Regions from separate parts of the Canis lupus genome. Here region 1 is linked to region 2. The links are chromatin contacts, called in public Hi-C maps. All regions are on one chromosome and are shown on one strand. Each heading gives the region's core, a stretch centred on a gene start, on an enhancer-like site or on the middle of the called end of the contact. The rest is flanking DNA. Distances are from core to core; before and after follow the strand shown.

Region 1 (6,893 bases), core at 1,159-3,658, 130 kb before region 2:
AAGTCTCCCCACCTCTGCCATAAAAACCTGTTATATAGAAGCACCTGGGTGGCTTGGCGGGTTAAGTATACAACTCTTGATTTCAGCTCAGGTCATGATCTCAGGGTGTGAGATGGAGCCCTGTGTGGGGCTCCAGCTGGGCGCAGAGCCTGCTTAAGGTTCTCTCTCCCTCTCTGTCCCTCCCCCATTAAAAAAAACCAACAACAACAACCTGTTAACAGAGCCCTTGTATTATTTCAACAGTAATTGAACTTAACATTTTGTGCTTTACCGTTTAAGGTTTTAGAGACCATCTACTGTGTGAAGTAGTCTTTGTTTTTATTTACACTAAATTTATCCTTTTAGAATATTACTCAGTTTGATCAGTAAAACTGTTTATCCTAATTTTATAATTAGCTTGATTTTTATAGGCTTCTAGCATATCCCAAATCTTTTTCTTTTCTCTCTCTCTCTCTCTCTCTCACACACACACACACACACACACAAACCCCTTTTACACACTTCTAAAAAAAATTGGGATCTGGGGATTCCTGGATGGCTCAGTGGTTTAGTGCCTGCCTTCGGCTCATGGCATGATCCTGAAGTCCTGGGATCAAGTCCCACATCAGGCTCCCTGCATGGAGCCTGCTTCTCTCTCTGCCTGTGTCTCTGCCTCTCTCTCTTTCTCTGTGTGTCTCTCATGAATAAATAAATAAAATCTTAAAAAAAAAATGGGATCTAAGTGCCTTATCCAACGTAACAGATTTTTAGATGCAGGCATCCTGATGGCTAACTCAGCATTATCTTCTTCCTATAATTCCATGGTGTAAGAAAAGAACTAGGTGGTACTGGGCAAGTTCCCTGATGTGGGTGCTGCCGTTTGCCATCTTGTAACTACAAAGGGTTCTCCATCATTTGGACAAAGATACAGTATCTCCTCTATGGTGAGAGGTCAGGGGATTCAAGATAGTTAGAATTCACATCAAAACGGTATCAATTATTCAAAGTATTGGACTTCTATGGAACATGGTAATTCTTTTATATTCTAAACAGAATTCTTCAGTTAAAAAGCATCTAATCAGGGTAGCCCGGGTGGCTCAGCAGTTTCCTGCCGCCTGCAGCCCAGGGTGTGATCCTGGAGACCGGGGATGGAGTCCCGCACCAGGCTCCCTCTGCCTGTGTCTCTGCCTCTCTCTCTCTCTCTCTCTCTCTCAATCTCTCTCTCTTCCGTCTCTCAAGAATAAATATATAAAATCTTTAAAAAAAAAAAAAAAAAAAGGCATCTAATCATTTCAGGAAGGTCACAAAAGACCATCATTAAAAACTTAGGAAGCATGGGATCCCTGGGTGGCGCAGTGGTTTGGCGCCTGCCTTTGGCCCAGGGTGCGATCCTGGAGACCCGGGATCGAATCCCACGTCGGGCTCCCAGCATGGAGCCTGCTTCTCCCTCTGCCTGTGTCTCTGCCTCTTTGTGACTATCATGAATAAATAAATAAAATCTTTAAAAAAAAAAAAAACTTGGGAAGCAATTAAGCTTGCTTTTTCCCCCCTTTTTTTGCCAGATTTTTTGTTTTAACATATAAAAACATTTATTCAGTAGGAAACAAAAGTGGCAGACACCATCCAGTGAAAGCAGCTCAATCCTGCTCAGTTAGGCTTTAAAAAAAGAAAGGGGGATCCCTGGGTGGCGCAGCGGTTTGGCGCCTGCCTTTGGCCCAGGGCACGATCCTGGAGACCCGGGATCGAATCCCACATCGGGCTCCCTGCATGGAGCCTGCTTCTCCCTCTGCCTGTGTCTCTGCCTCTCTCTCTCTCTCTTTGACTATCATAAATAAATAAAAAATTTAAAAAAAGAAAGGAAGACAGACAAGTGCTTCACAGGAGCAACGGACTTCAAGGTCACCCCGCAAGACACCCGCAAGCAGGGACGGGGACAGGGAGGGTGACCTCTTAGGGCCTTCGGAGAGGTGCTCGGCGGATGGGTGTGGTCTTGGGTGTCTCATCTTCTGTCCTCTCTGCCGAAAGCCCTTCCTCGCTGGACTCAGCACTTGAGAAGACAATTCTGGGTTTCTTTTTGGAAACTCGCTGTCGGGTATCTGGAGGCCGATGGGCGGTACGGCAGGATTTGGGGGTGACAAAGTCACCGTCTGGGGAGGCCGCAGAGGCCAGACGCTGGTGCCGCTTGGAAACGGGAGGTTCGGTGGGTGGGGCTCCCTGGCACCCCGCGGCCCGCCTCCAGGCCTTCCACTGCGTCCAGCCCCTGCTGCGGCGGACCCGACGCTTCTGCTCAAATCCATCGATGACAGCCCTGCCCGCGACCGACAGCAGAGCACCGAGGTGGGCTCCTCCGACCGTCCACCCCGAAGCAGTCGCAGCCGAGCGGCGCCGCGGGTACGGCCGGGCCGGCTGGGCGGAGGCGGGAGGCCGGCGGCGGCTCGGCGGGGTCGCGGAAGGGCTCTGCCCCACCCCCGGGGGCTGACGGGCGCCCGCCCTATCCGGGAGGAGGTCACAGATGGCGCTGCCCTGGGGGAGCTCCGGGAAGTGACCGGCGGCAGGGGCGATGCGCCGCGGCCACCTCGCTCGCCTGCCCCTCGCCTTCGCCGCGTCCTTCAGGGCCGGGTGCGCCCCCTCCAGGCCCGCGGCTCTCCGCGCTGGGGGCGGGGCCCTGGCCCGGCCGTGCAGGACTTGCCCCCCCGCAAGCGAGGCCGCTGCAGGGAGCTCAGGGCCGCTGCAGGGCCAGGATCGTTGCAGGGAGCTCAGGGCCGCTGCAGGGTCAGGGTCGTTGCCGGGAGCTCAGGGCCGCTGCAGGGAGCTCAGGGCCGCTGCAGGGCCAGGGTCGTTGCAGGGAGCTCAGGGTCGCTGCAGGGTCAGGGTCGCTGCAGGGAACTCAGGGCCGCTGCAGGGAGCTCAGGGCCACTGCAGGGTCAGGGTCGTTGCCGGGAGCTCAGGGCCGCTGCAGGGAGCTCAGGGCCGCTGCAGGGAGCTCAGGGCCGCTGCAGGGCCAGGGTCGTTGCAGGGAGCTCAGGGCCGCTGCAGGGCCAGGGTCGTTGCAGGGAGCTCAGGGTCGCTGCAGGGCCAGGGTCGCTGCAGGAAACTCAGGGCCGCTGCAGAGAGCTCAGGGCCACTGCAGGGCCAGGGTCGCTGCAGGGAACTCAGGGCCGCTGCAGGGAGCTCAGGGCCACTGCAGGGCCAGGATCGTTGCAGGGAGCTCAGGGCCGCTGCAGGGTCAGGGTCGTTGCCGGGAGCTCAGGGCCGCTGCAGAGAGCTCAGGGCCACTGCAGGGCCAGGGTCGCTGCAGGGAACTCAGGGCCGCTGCAGGGAGCTCAGGGCCACTGCAGGGCCAGGGTCGTTGCAGGGAGCTCAGGGCCGCTGCAGGGCCAGGGTCGTTGCAGACCGTGAGCAAAAGCGGAGCGAAGGCAGCAGGGCCGCTCGCCGTCCGGCAGCCCCTCGCAGGTGCGGCGGGGAGCTCAGCCTCTGCGGCTCCTCCTCCGCGGCGGTCTCGGTGGCCTCCGGGCCGGGCGGGCCTCCTCCTCGTCTGAGTCCTTAGGCTTCTGCTCCTGCTCCTCCTGAAGAGCCCGGCGCCCACAGAGCTCCCCGCTCGCCGCCTGTTCCAAACGTGCCACCTGCTGCGGAGCCACGTCTCCGGCCTGGGACAGCGGGTTCATCAGCAGGAAAGTGGGGAGCCCAGGGGTGTCCTTCGGGCCCTCCTGGTGCTGCTCTTCTCCCAAATTCCCCGGGGCCTGTTTGCACGGCCCTGCAGTACCTGGCACGGAGCCTGTCGGGGCCCTCTGCCAGTTGGGATATGAGGGCCACGGCCACCTCTTTGGGATCCAGAGTGGGTCTGGGTGGACAAGGCCTCTTGCGATCACCTCCCGCAGTCGCTCAAATAGCCCGTGTTCCCGAGGCAGCCGGAAGGGAGGGTGACTGCCCAGAGAAGGCCTTCTCCTGTCAGAGAGGTTGGCGATGGCATGGCACACCTGCTGGGCCAGCGGTAGTCTTGCGGAAACTTCTCATCCGGCCCTATGTCCACCAGCGTGTCTAAGTTGCTTCCCACAATTTCTGGTTTTCCTCGAGCCATCGTCCCGAGAAGCATGACAGAGGAACAGCGCCCCAGAGGAGAGCGGGGACCTCCTGGGTTCCCGCCCCCACAGCACTTGGGTCACTGCTGGCTTCAGCTCACCCTTCTGCACGAACTCACAGAGAATTTCCTCGAGACACTGGATGGTCCCAACTGAGGCATCCACTAGCAGCAAAGAAAGATCTTGAATCCAAGCCTGGGCCTTGGCTCTGGTGGAGTCCCCTTTGGGGTTGAGGTAAAGTGGGCAGTAAGCACTGAGCACAGCTTCCCGGACCCCAGGCTCCTTACACCAGATGAGGGGCAGCATGCGGCGCACCCCAAACAGGGCCTGAGGTGCCCCAAACTGGAACAGCGTCACAAAGAATTCAGTCACCTCCTGTACCACTGTTGTTGTCTTCTCATACGTCATCTTGCTGATGATGCCAATGGCCTCTGTGATCTTCAGAGAAGCGGTAGGTCCTGCAGATACTGCAGCAGCGTCTCCGGCTTCACCGGTTCATCATCGTCCCTGGACGTCACAGGCCCCGACACACAGGGCTTGTCTTTACAGCCTGGCTGTTCTGGGCCCATGTTCCCCGCAGGCCCCTGGGTACTCTCCTGTGTGCTTTTGCCAGATTCTTAAACTTATGTTTAACTTTAAAAAGAAAGGCTTCCAATACATAAAGTCTTAAAAAAAAAAAAAAAAAAAAAAAAAAAAAGGGACACCTGGGTTGCTCAGAGGTTGAGCATCTGCCTTTGGCCCAGTCGTGACCCTGGAGTCCTGGGATCGAGTCCCACATTAGGCTCCCTGCATGGAGCCTGCTTCTCCCTCTGCCTTTGTCTCTCCCTCTCTCTGTGTCACTCATGAATAAATAAATTAAATTAAAAAAAAAAAAAAAAAGGGCTTCCGAGAGCCGAGAGCCGTTCTGCAGGGTCCCGGAAGAGCCGGGCTGCGGGCTGCGGCGGCCCCGGCGCGCCACCAGGGGGCAGTGTGTGCCCGCGGGGCTCCGGCCGAGCGCCCCCTCCCCGGACTCGGACTCGGCGCCCGACACGGGGGCGCGGGGGCCGGGGCGGGATCCTGGGGTCGCGGGATCGGGGCCCGCGTCGGCGCCCCGCGTGGAGCCTGTTTGCTTCCGTGTCTCTCACGAGGAAGTAAAAACCTTTAAAAAATGAAGTTTTTCATAAATCTAACATTAGAGTAAGTTTTTTTTTTCCAAAGATGTTATTTATTTATGGAAAACAGAGGGAGAAGCAGGCTCCACGCAGGGAGCCCGACGCGGGACTGGATCCTGGGTCTCCAGGGTCACGGCCTGGGCTGCAGGCGGCGCTAACCGCTGAGCCACCCCGCCTGCCCTGTAGGAGCTTTAGTATCAAGTATAGGACACGGACTCCTTCATAAATGAGACTTCGCTTTCCCTTTGGATCAACAGTGGGCCTGAGCACCTCTGCTCTCCCGTGTCCACTCTGCATAAGACTTTGCAAATACTCCCAGTCGCACTTGCCTATGGCGATTGATGACATTACCCTTGGAAAGGAGTTAACTGATTCTAAAGGAAATGCAATGACTTTTTAACAGATCACTCAGTAAGAGGCAATGGCAATTATGGAAAGTCAGCTGTGAAATTAGAAATTCCTGGGGATCCCTGGGTGGCTCAGCGGTTTAGCGCCGCCTTCGGCCCAGGGCGTGACCCTGGGGACCCGGGATCGAGTCCCACGTCAGGATCCCTGCATGGGGCCTGCTTCTCCCTCTGCCTGTGTCTCTGCCTCTCTCTCTCTCTCTTTCTCTCTCTCTCTCATGAATAAGTAAATAAAATAAAAAAAAAAAAAGAAAGAAAGAAATTCTTCACCTTTACATTAGTGATGCCTTGGTAATCTCTCCACTTGTGTTGTCTCTTTATCAGTAAGTTCATCAGTGCATCTTTACAGAAAAGAAATCCCTTATTGTGGTAATCATTTCTCAACATATACGTATAGCAAAATATTACATTATCTACCTTAAGCTTACACAATGCTATATGTCAATCATATCAGAAAAGATGGGGAAAAATGAAACCAAGGCCCTAACTCCAAAATTATATATTATTTTAACAGTGGATAGGTTGAAGTTTTAGTTTATGAGAAAATTGAAGTGTGTGTTTTTTTTTTTCAATCACTAAAGAGATTTTAATTTCACTTCCATAATAGTATGGGAGAAATGAGAAACACCTTTGCGTAAACCCTCTTTGGATGACAATGTCTACTTCAGTATTAAGAGGTAAGGTATTTCTAGGTAGGTAATTTGAGTCAGGAAGGTGAGATTCCCACTGCCTTCAAATTATTTCCTATAGTCAGAGGTGGGTAGGAAATTGAGTGAAGACATGGGACACATTTCTTCATTGCAAAGTATTTGAAGTTGGAGAGGCTGAAAGGCAAACTCTGTTTTCTCTAGATTATAAAATGTCTCGGCATGTTGATGTCTCTTATAAGTTTAATCTTTCTGTTTAGTTAACAAAGTAACTCAATTGTGTCCTATTTTGTTCTCAGCCAATTTTGGATGAAGCTTCTCTCACTCAACTCAGAGATTTTCAGGGCACAAATGTCTAGGGAATTTTTTAATATGAGACATGACCATACTTAAAAATGACAGTTTATTATTAAGAAGAGAGATCATAACCTTGGTCCTTTCTTTTCTGGAAGCATTCCCAAAACTGGAATTTTTAGACCTCTCCCCTTCAGGTAAGTTGTAAAGAGAGAATTAAGATACCATCCATTTCTGTTTGGTATTGGAAGAAAAGAGTAAGATCCTGGATGTGTTTGAAGGTGTTTTGTGGGTTTGTTTTTCCTCAAAATGATCACAAATTCCTCTGGAGTGTCCTAC
Region 2 (6,649 bases), core at 367-2,866:
AGGGTTCTGGGTGTACTGCACGTCCCGCGTGTTATTCTGGGCGCACTTCCCATCCCCCACCACTCAGACCTTGGAGTGACTGCCCGGAGTTCCACGGGAAGGGAAGGACGAGGCCAAGTGCAGTTCTCCTTTGCCCGGACCACAGCCATCCTGCAGGAACAGCTGCCTGGGTTCAGGTATGCATTTTGACGGACCGGCACAGTGGAAAACGTACTTTTGTTTTGCTGCGTTTGGTTACAGGATGATGTGGGCTGCTGGCGCGGTAGCAGCCATGTCCAGCATTACCTTCCCGGCCGTCAGTGCCCTTGTCTCACGAACTGCTGATGCTGATCAACAAGGTGAGTTGGTTAGAACCCATGATACTTAAAAGCCCAGAATATTCTGATTATATGTTCTGTCTCCCTCCTAAGTACAGGATTGTAAGTCTACCTTCAGAATAAAGATTTTAAAATTGTTTTCACTGTTAAGAGGAAAAGCTGATGCCGGGGTAGTGTCCTCAGGTGGCTGTATAGAACCATGTCCCTCACTCTGAAAACGGGGCTCGTGTTTTTGCTAGAAAATCTACTGATGTAGGTCGGCCACCTTATATTCACTGTGTTTACTATGATGTGCTTGACACCTTGGACTTAAGTCCCCCTTTTATTTGGATCTTCGGTTTCAGTTATCTAAAGACCTTAGAAAACATTTTTATCTTAGGCTTTTGTGTTAGGAATATTTAATTCTCAAAGCGCTAACAGATAATTCTTTGAAGAGGATGGGTTTTATCTAATCATAAGGAAGGAAAGGGGTGTTACAACAGAGCAGCAGCGATCACTTGGTTGATAAATGAGGAAGGAAAGGCCTGTGGCCAAAGCAAATTGCATTTTAAATTTGAGAAAAGCATAACTCAAACTCTGTACCTGATTTAATGGGGTCTTCGCATCCGGATAGGTCGGGTTTACCTCATCTCACATTTGTATCCGTTTACTTGGTAAAGCTGATGGCTTCTAAATACTTTTTAATGCCATCTTGGCAAACCGCTAGTGTCTCCTTAGAGGTTTGGTTTTGCAGTGACTTCAGTTTGTACTGGGATAAAAATTAGCGGTGCATTACAGAATTTGTGTAAACAATTTAGGTGTTGTCCAAGGAATGATAACAGGAATTCGAGGATTGTGCAATGGTCTGGGACCAGCTCTTTATGGATTCATTTTCTACATATTCCATGTGGAACTTAAAGAACTGCCCATGACAGGAACAGACTTGGGAACGAACACAAGCCCACAGCACCACTTTGAACAGGTAATTCTTCACTCACGTGACAAAAAAATATAGTTCATTTGGCTGGACCGAAAGATAAATGGTTTTGGGTCACTAACTTTATGGGAGATTTTAGATCTGCAACACTTAAAAACCAAAGCCGAAGGGACCGTGCTCCCCTGTATGCCCCTTTTTGCAATCAGCTGTACCTGCTTTTTCCCTCCGAGAATGTAAGAATTACTTAGATATTCTAGTTTGCAACGGTACGCCCCGCGGCCCTGGCAACAGCCAGCTGCCCATCGCCTGCCGCCTGCCTGTGCTGCTGTCTCTTGCCAGACGCTTCCGTATCACACAGGTGCCCTGTGGGAAGCCTGCCTGCTGTAGGAAAAGTCAGTTAGGTGCCGATGACCATTTTTGTTCACTTGTTTGCTGTACAACTGAATATTAACGGCAGACATCCTCATTTTAGCCAATACAAACAGCGCCTCAGTTCCTTGCTTGTTTAGCAGAGTGCCAGCTAAGGCACTCTTAGCCTCTAGCCAGCTAAGACTACTTTTAAATAGAATGTTTGTGGGCTGTACACAGGTTAGACTGGCTATGCAAGTTTTTGCTAAGAATGAATGTAACTTTGGGCTAAAACAAAGGCCTTTTTGATTCTTATGGTAACAGCATTAGCTGTGTGTTTCCCTCACTTATTAGTTACTAGAGAATATATTCAGCTTTTCAAAGAAAACGGTCACAGATTCTGCTACTGTAGTTAACAGTGTGTGCTACTTAATTTTGTTTTTGAGGTCTTCCTGTTGAGCTAATGAGGTGAAGGCTCAGAGGATGTGTTCAGATTTTGTGCTGCAACTGACAGTCTGTTTTTGCATTGGCTGTTTTAAAAAAAAATCTTTTGGCTCTGTTCCTTGGATCAGTTGTTATCCTCAGAATTTTATAGTGAGAGTCTAACAGTGTCCCTTTTCTCCTGAAAAGCAAATGCATTTTCTAACTGTGGCTCTGATGAAGAAAGAGAGGATCTTGGCTTAGAATTCATAGTAATTTGAGATTACTACAGGATAAGCAGTTTTTAAGAGCAGAGATGTCTGCGTGAAAATCCTAATTATCTTTTTCTTCCTCAGAATTCGATCATCCCTGGCCCCCCCTTCCTCTTTGGAGCCTGTTCCGTACTGCTGGCTCTGCTTGTTGCCTTGTTTATTCCAGAACATACCAATTTAAGCTTACGGTCCAGCAGTTGGAGAAAGCACTGTGGCAGTCACAGCCATCCTCATAGTACACAAGCGCCAGGAGAGGCCAAAGAACCTTTACTCCAGGACACAAACGTGTGATGACCGAAATCAGGAAGACTTTTCTATCACACCCAGGTCTTAGTTTTCACCTATAGTTCTGGATGTACATTCCATTTCCATCTACAATGTACTTTAAGATTGTCTTAAGAAATGTATCTGCATGAACTCCGTGGGAACTAAAGAAAGAACCAGAACCGGACAGTTTTCCAAAGATGTTACAATTTCTTTTGAAAAGAAACCTTTTGTTTATTAGCACCAATTTCTTGCCACTAAGCTTTTTGTTTTATTATACATCCTTTAATTAAAAACTATATACGTACCTTCTTAGATACTAGCAACGTCTCTGCTACCATTTCCTTCAGGTGTTGAGCTTTAACTTTATTTATGCTGACTCACAGCGAGACAGAGTACGTAGTACGGTTATGCACCTGTTCGTTTTAACATTGTAAAATCTTGGGTCAAATAATTCAAAGCCTTAATGCAGATGTACTAAAGTAAAGAAATGGTAAATGAATTGTTTGCATTAAAAAAAAAACACTCAAGAAAATTGTACTAAATCTGAATCATGTTTCAAGCTTGTTTGTAGTAGTTTTATTTTAAATATTCACCACTGTTTTTGAAATGAGAAAATATCAGCCATTTAGAATTTAAATTGGGGTAGAGTCTGTAAATCTAAATGCTGGCTCGAATCTGTTCCCCAGCTACTTATACCACTATTCTTTTAATGTTTGCATAATCATAAGAACCTCAACACTTGAATACATAATCTAAAAATTATATAGTAAAGCTGGTAGCCTTGAAAACGTCAATGTGATATCTATATGTAGATAAATATATATAGTGGCCTTTCAGGACTGTCACAGTAACACTTTATTTACAGAGCTAATGTTTGTCCTAAATTTTCAGGACCCTAGAAGAGAGCTTTATACAATTACTGATGTGAATTTCTCTAAAGTGTATATTTTTGTGTCCAGTTATATTATTTAAAAAAGTGTTACTTTGTAAAAATTGTACATAAAGTATTGTATAGTTTACACTGTTTTCATCTTGTGTGTGGTTATTGCTCAATGCTTTTTAAACTTGGAACATTCACTATGGTTAAATAAGGTCTTAAATGTAAATATTCTGTTAATAAAATTAAATATTTTAATGATTTTTTTTTAAAAGAAAGTCTTGATCTGTGATTCCCTCTGTAAGGTCTGTTTTGGCTTTATTTGTTACCTTAATCATTTTTACAGTAACAAATCAAAGCTTTACACCTTTCTCCTTTCAATCCCCTTTTTTTCTCCCTCACTACAAAATACTCCTGTAGGAAGACAAAACGAAATTAAATGGAATTATTTAAATTCTAAGCACAAAGCACAGTCAATAGTTGCAGATCAATCCGGTTTGTTTTTATATACACGTCATACTCCATAAATACTTTATTTAACAAAGCTCAGTTTACAGAAATACATTAAGTGCGACCTTGTGATTATTAACACATGTACAACTGTACACTGCAGAACTGCAAAACAATTTCAAATAAAAAAGAACTCCCTGTATGTCATAAATCCCATCCAAACCCTGTCACAATGTTTTTTATATATTACATAATATTTACAGGAAAAATTCTAAAATCACCAAGAGGCTACTTTCCAGATTATTAGTAAGTACTTTCAAGTTACTGTAACCAAGTATTCTTACTAATACTCCTATATTAAAGTCACTGCCCAATAAGAGTTACTAAATTTTTTAGGATAAACCCCCTAGTTAAGACTGCAACTATCAGCAGAGTTTCAATGTATCATAAGACTCCATACTGTGGCCTCAGAAAAATATTAGCAAATACTAGATTCTTTGTCTTATCATGAACCCAGTGACATTGGTATTAATATATTGAATGTCTCCTCTGTGTAGTAAAGTTCTTAAAAAGAGTTTTTTAAATATCACATAAGCGTTAGCAATCTTTGCAAAAACTGATCTATAGGTTTCATAAGAGAATGCCACTTGTATTGGGTGGTCATCAACAACAAAACAAAATAGGGATCCCTTGATTGGGTGAAATTTTTTTAACCTAATTTTTTACAAATACTTCTTACTTGAAACTGGTTACAGGAGAGAGAAAAAAGTAACTTTTAACAGTTACTTATTTTGCCTACTTTATTAAGCAAACATTAAAATGAACCTGCTCTGATATTATAAATACAATATTCATGATGTTCTTATTTAGTACTAATTTTTAAAACATTCCACTAATACAGATTTAACTGCATAACTAATAAAACTCCAAAGAAAGAAAAACCAGGTGAGTGTGGACTTTCCAGTAAGCATTAAAATCGTATAAACTTTGCAGCTCAAATGATTTAAAAGCACTTTATACCTAATCTGGTCATAAAAATACATTGTCCAAATTATTTTTATAATTTATCAAAATTACTTAGTAGACTTGTTCAATAGCTAATTTAAAGATGTTAACAAGGAAAATATTTACTTGCTATGAAGGATTAATTTCATTCACTGAAGGTAATTTTAGGACTTTTCCCTTTACTGTAAATATCAATAATATAGATATCTTTGGAGGTAATCATTTTCCCTCATAATTTTCAGATGTCAAATTTAAAACTTTTATTTTACCAATGAAAATAAAGGAATTATTAACATTCTTTGGCTTCATATTATGTCTGAGCAGGTTTTCATTTACCTATATACTCAATATGACTAGAATGTCCCTTATTAGGATCAACTCTTTCCTTGGAACTTGAGAATTTCTAAGGACTCATTTAATAAAACTCCTACTATTATTCTAAAATACCATGTTCCAAACTAAAGTGTCATTTACTCAGAATCTTCACTCCAAGCCCACCAAGTATAAAACTGGCTCCTCTAGCTTGCCATAAGACAACAGCAGTACTTTAAAAAGGATCCAAACAATCTAATAATTTTTCTAATTGAAACTTGCTGGCTTAGGATCTGTTCATGTTATTTTTAAACCATGGGGATTTCTAAAAGTTCAATAAAAAATAAAAAGATAACACTAGCATTAACTGTTTGTTAACTGCCCAGGGAAGTATGCTGAAGATGGAGAAGGGAGCACTGCGGGTTTTGAAGAGGTCTGTAAGGCTCCTAAAGTGCCATCTTTTTGATGGTCTGCAAATGAGGACAGAAAAAGATTATTTGTATTCACAAGTTTTTATATAATATGGTCAAACCACAGCATAAAATCCATTTCAGAAATGTCTTCTCACCTGGATTATTGAACAGGTTTTGGCTGAGCCCACGTAAAGGAATGCTATCTTCCCTTTTCTTCAGGTATTTGGATTCCAGCCCTAAATTTGCACCACTTGAAAGGAAAATAGTATTTATTTTAATAAAGACTTATTTTCACTTTAATAGGTATTTTTGAAGGTTTGTCTAATCTACAGATACACATATATAAAAATAAATACAACTTTATAGCTTTGTTCAAAAATCATTCACTGGTTTCTTAAACAAGTAATTTATCCATAAACCTTCCCTAAGGAAGCAGTATAATAAATAACACTAATAAATTGAAGAGCTAAGATAAAGAATATAGGGGAAATGGAAACTCTAGTACTATGAAACTAAGACAGTAGTGCATAAGTGATACGTGATGAATGAAAACACATTTTCATGCTTCAAGAATATCCTTACTACTTAATAATTTCTATCTCCTCTCATATTTAGAATACGAGTAAGGGGCACCTGGGTGGCTCAGTCGGTTAAGTCTCCGACTTGATCTCAGCTCAGGTATCGATCTCAGGGTTGTGAATTCAAGCCCCATGTTGGGCTTCACGCTAGGTGTGGAGCCTACTTTAAAAAATATTTTTCCTTTGCCAAAAGCTCTTCAAAATTTTATACTACTTCAAAGTTATTAATATGCACTATTAAAATAATGAATTCTAGTCAGATGAATACAAATACAAAATTTTGGAAAAGCATGGGGGGCATTTATGTAGTTGTGTTTTTCCCCTTTCCACCACCATATTCCTTTCTCTAGTAGTTCCTTATAACAAGAATTTAAATGGTCTTTTTCTAATTTTCAGAAAATAATTGGGTAAAAAGGTGTTGCCCTCAATTTTAACTTTTCTTCTTTAACCTTTGATACCCACTGCCACTTTCTC

The links. A called contact is a pair of places that touch in the nucleus more often than the background predicts.
Region 1: a contact with region 2 is called in a Hi-C map of liver, with 2.6 times the contacts expected there. The contact joins two enhancer-like sites. A contact is called at or near these places in 2 of 9 Hi-C or Micro-C datasets (blood and liver).

The regions. Positions count from the first base shown.
Region 1 is chr6:50,484,841-50,491,733 of UU_Cfam_GSD_1.0, reverse strand. It overlaps the pseudogene LOC119872254. Among named protein-coding and RNA genes, the nearest start is that of SLC35A3, 31 kb to the right of the region's middle. Within about 2 kb of position 2,408, at least 10 of the 20 cell types and tissues checked have an H3K27ac peak or open chromatin away from gene starts, as enhancers often do. A contact at or near this core is called in liver, where this site is marked.
Region 2 is chr6:50,351,723-50,358,371 of UU_Cfam_GSD_1.0, reverse strand. MFSD14A (hippocampus abundant transcript 1 protein) reads left to right here. Exons shown (of 12, transcript XM_038541223.1): 10 at 241-338; 11 at 1,115-1,278; 12 at 2,358-3,564. The coding sequence ends at 2,564. SASS6 (spindle assembly abnormal protein 6 homolog) reads right to left here. Exons shown (of 17, transcript XM_038541220.1): 16 at 5,753-5,847; 17 at 3,719-5,654. The coding sequence ends at 5,548. LOC119876382 (a long non-coding RNA gene) reads left to right here and starts at 6,302. Exons shown (of 3, transcript XR_005361151.1): 1 at 6,302-6,649. Within about 2 kb of position 1,616, at least 5 of the 20 cell types and tissues checked have an H3K27ac peak or open chromatin away from gene starts, as enhancers often do. A contact at or near this core is called in liver, where this site is marked.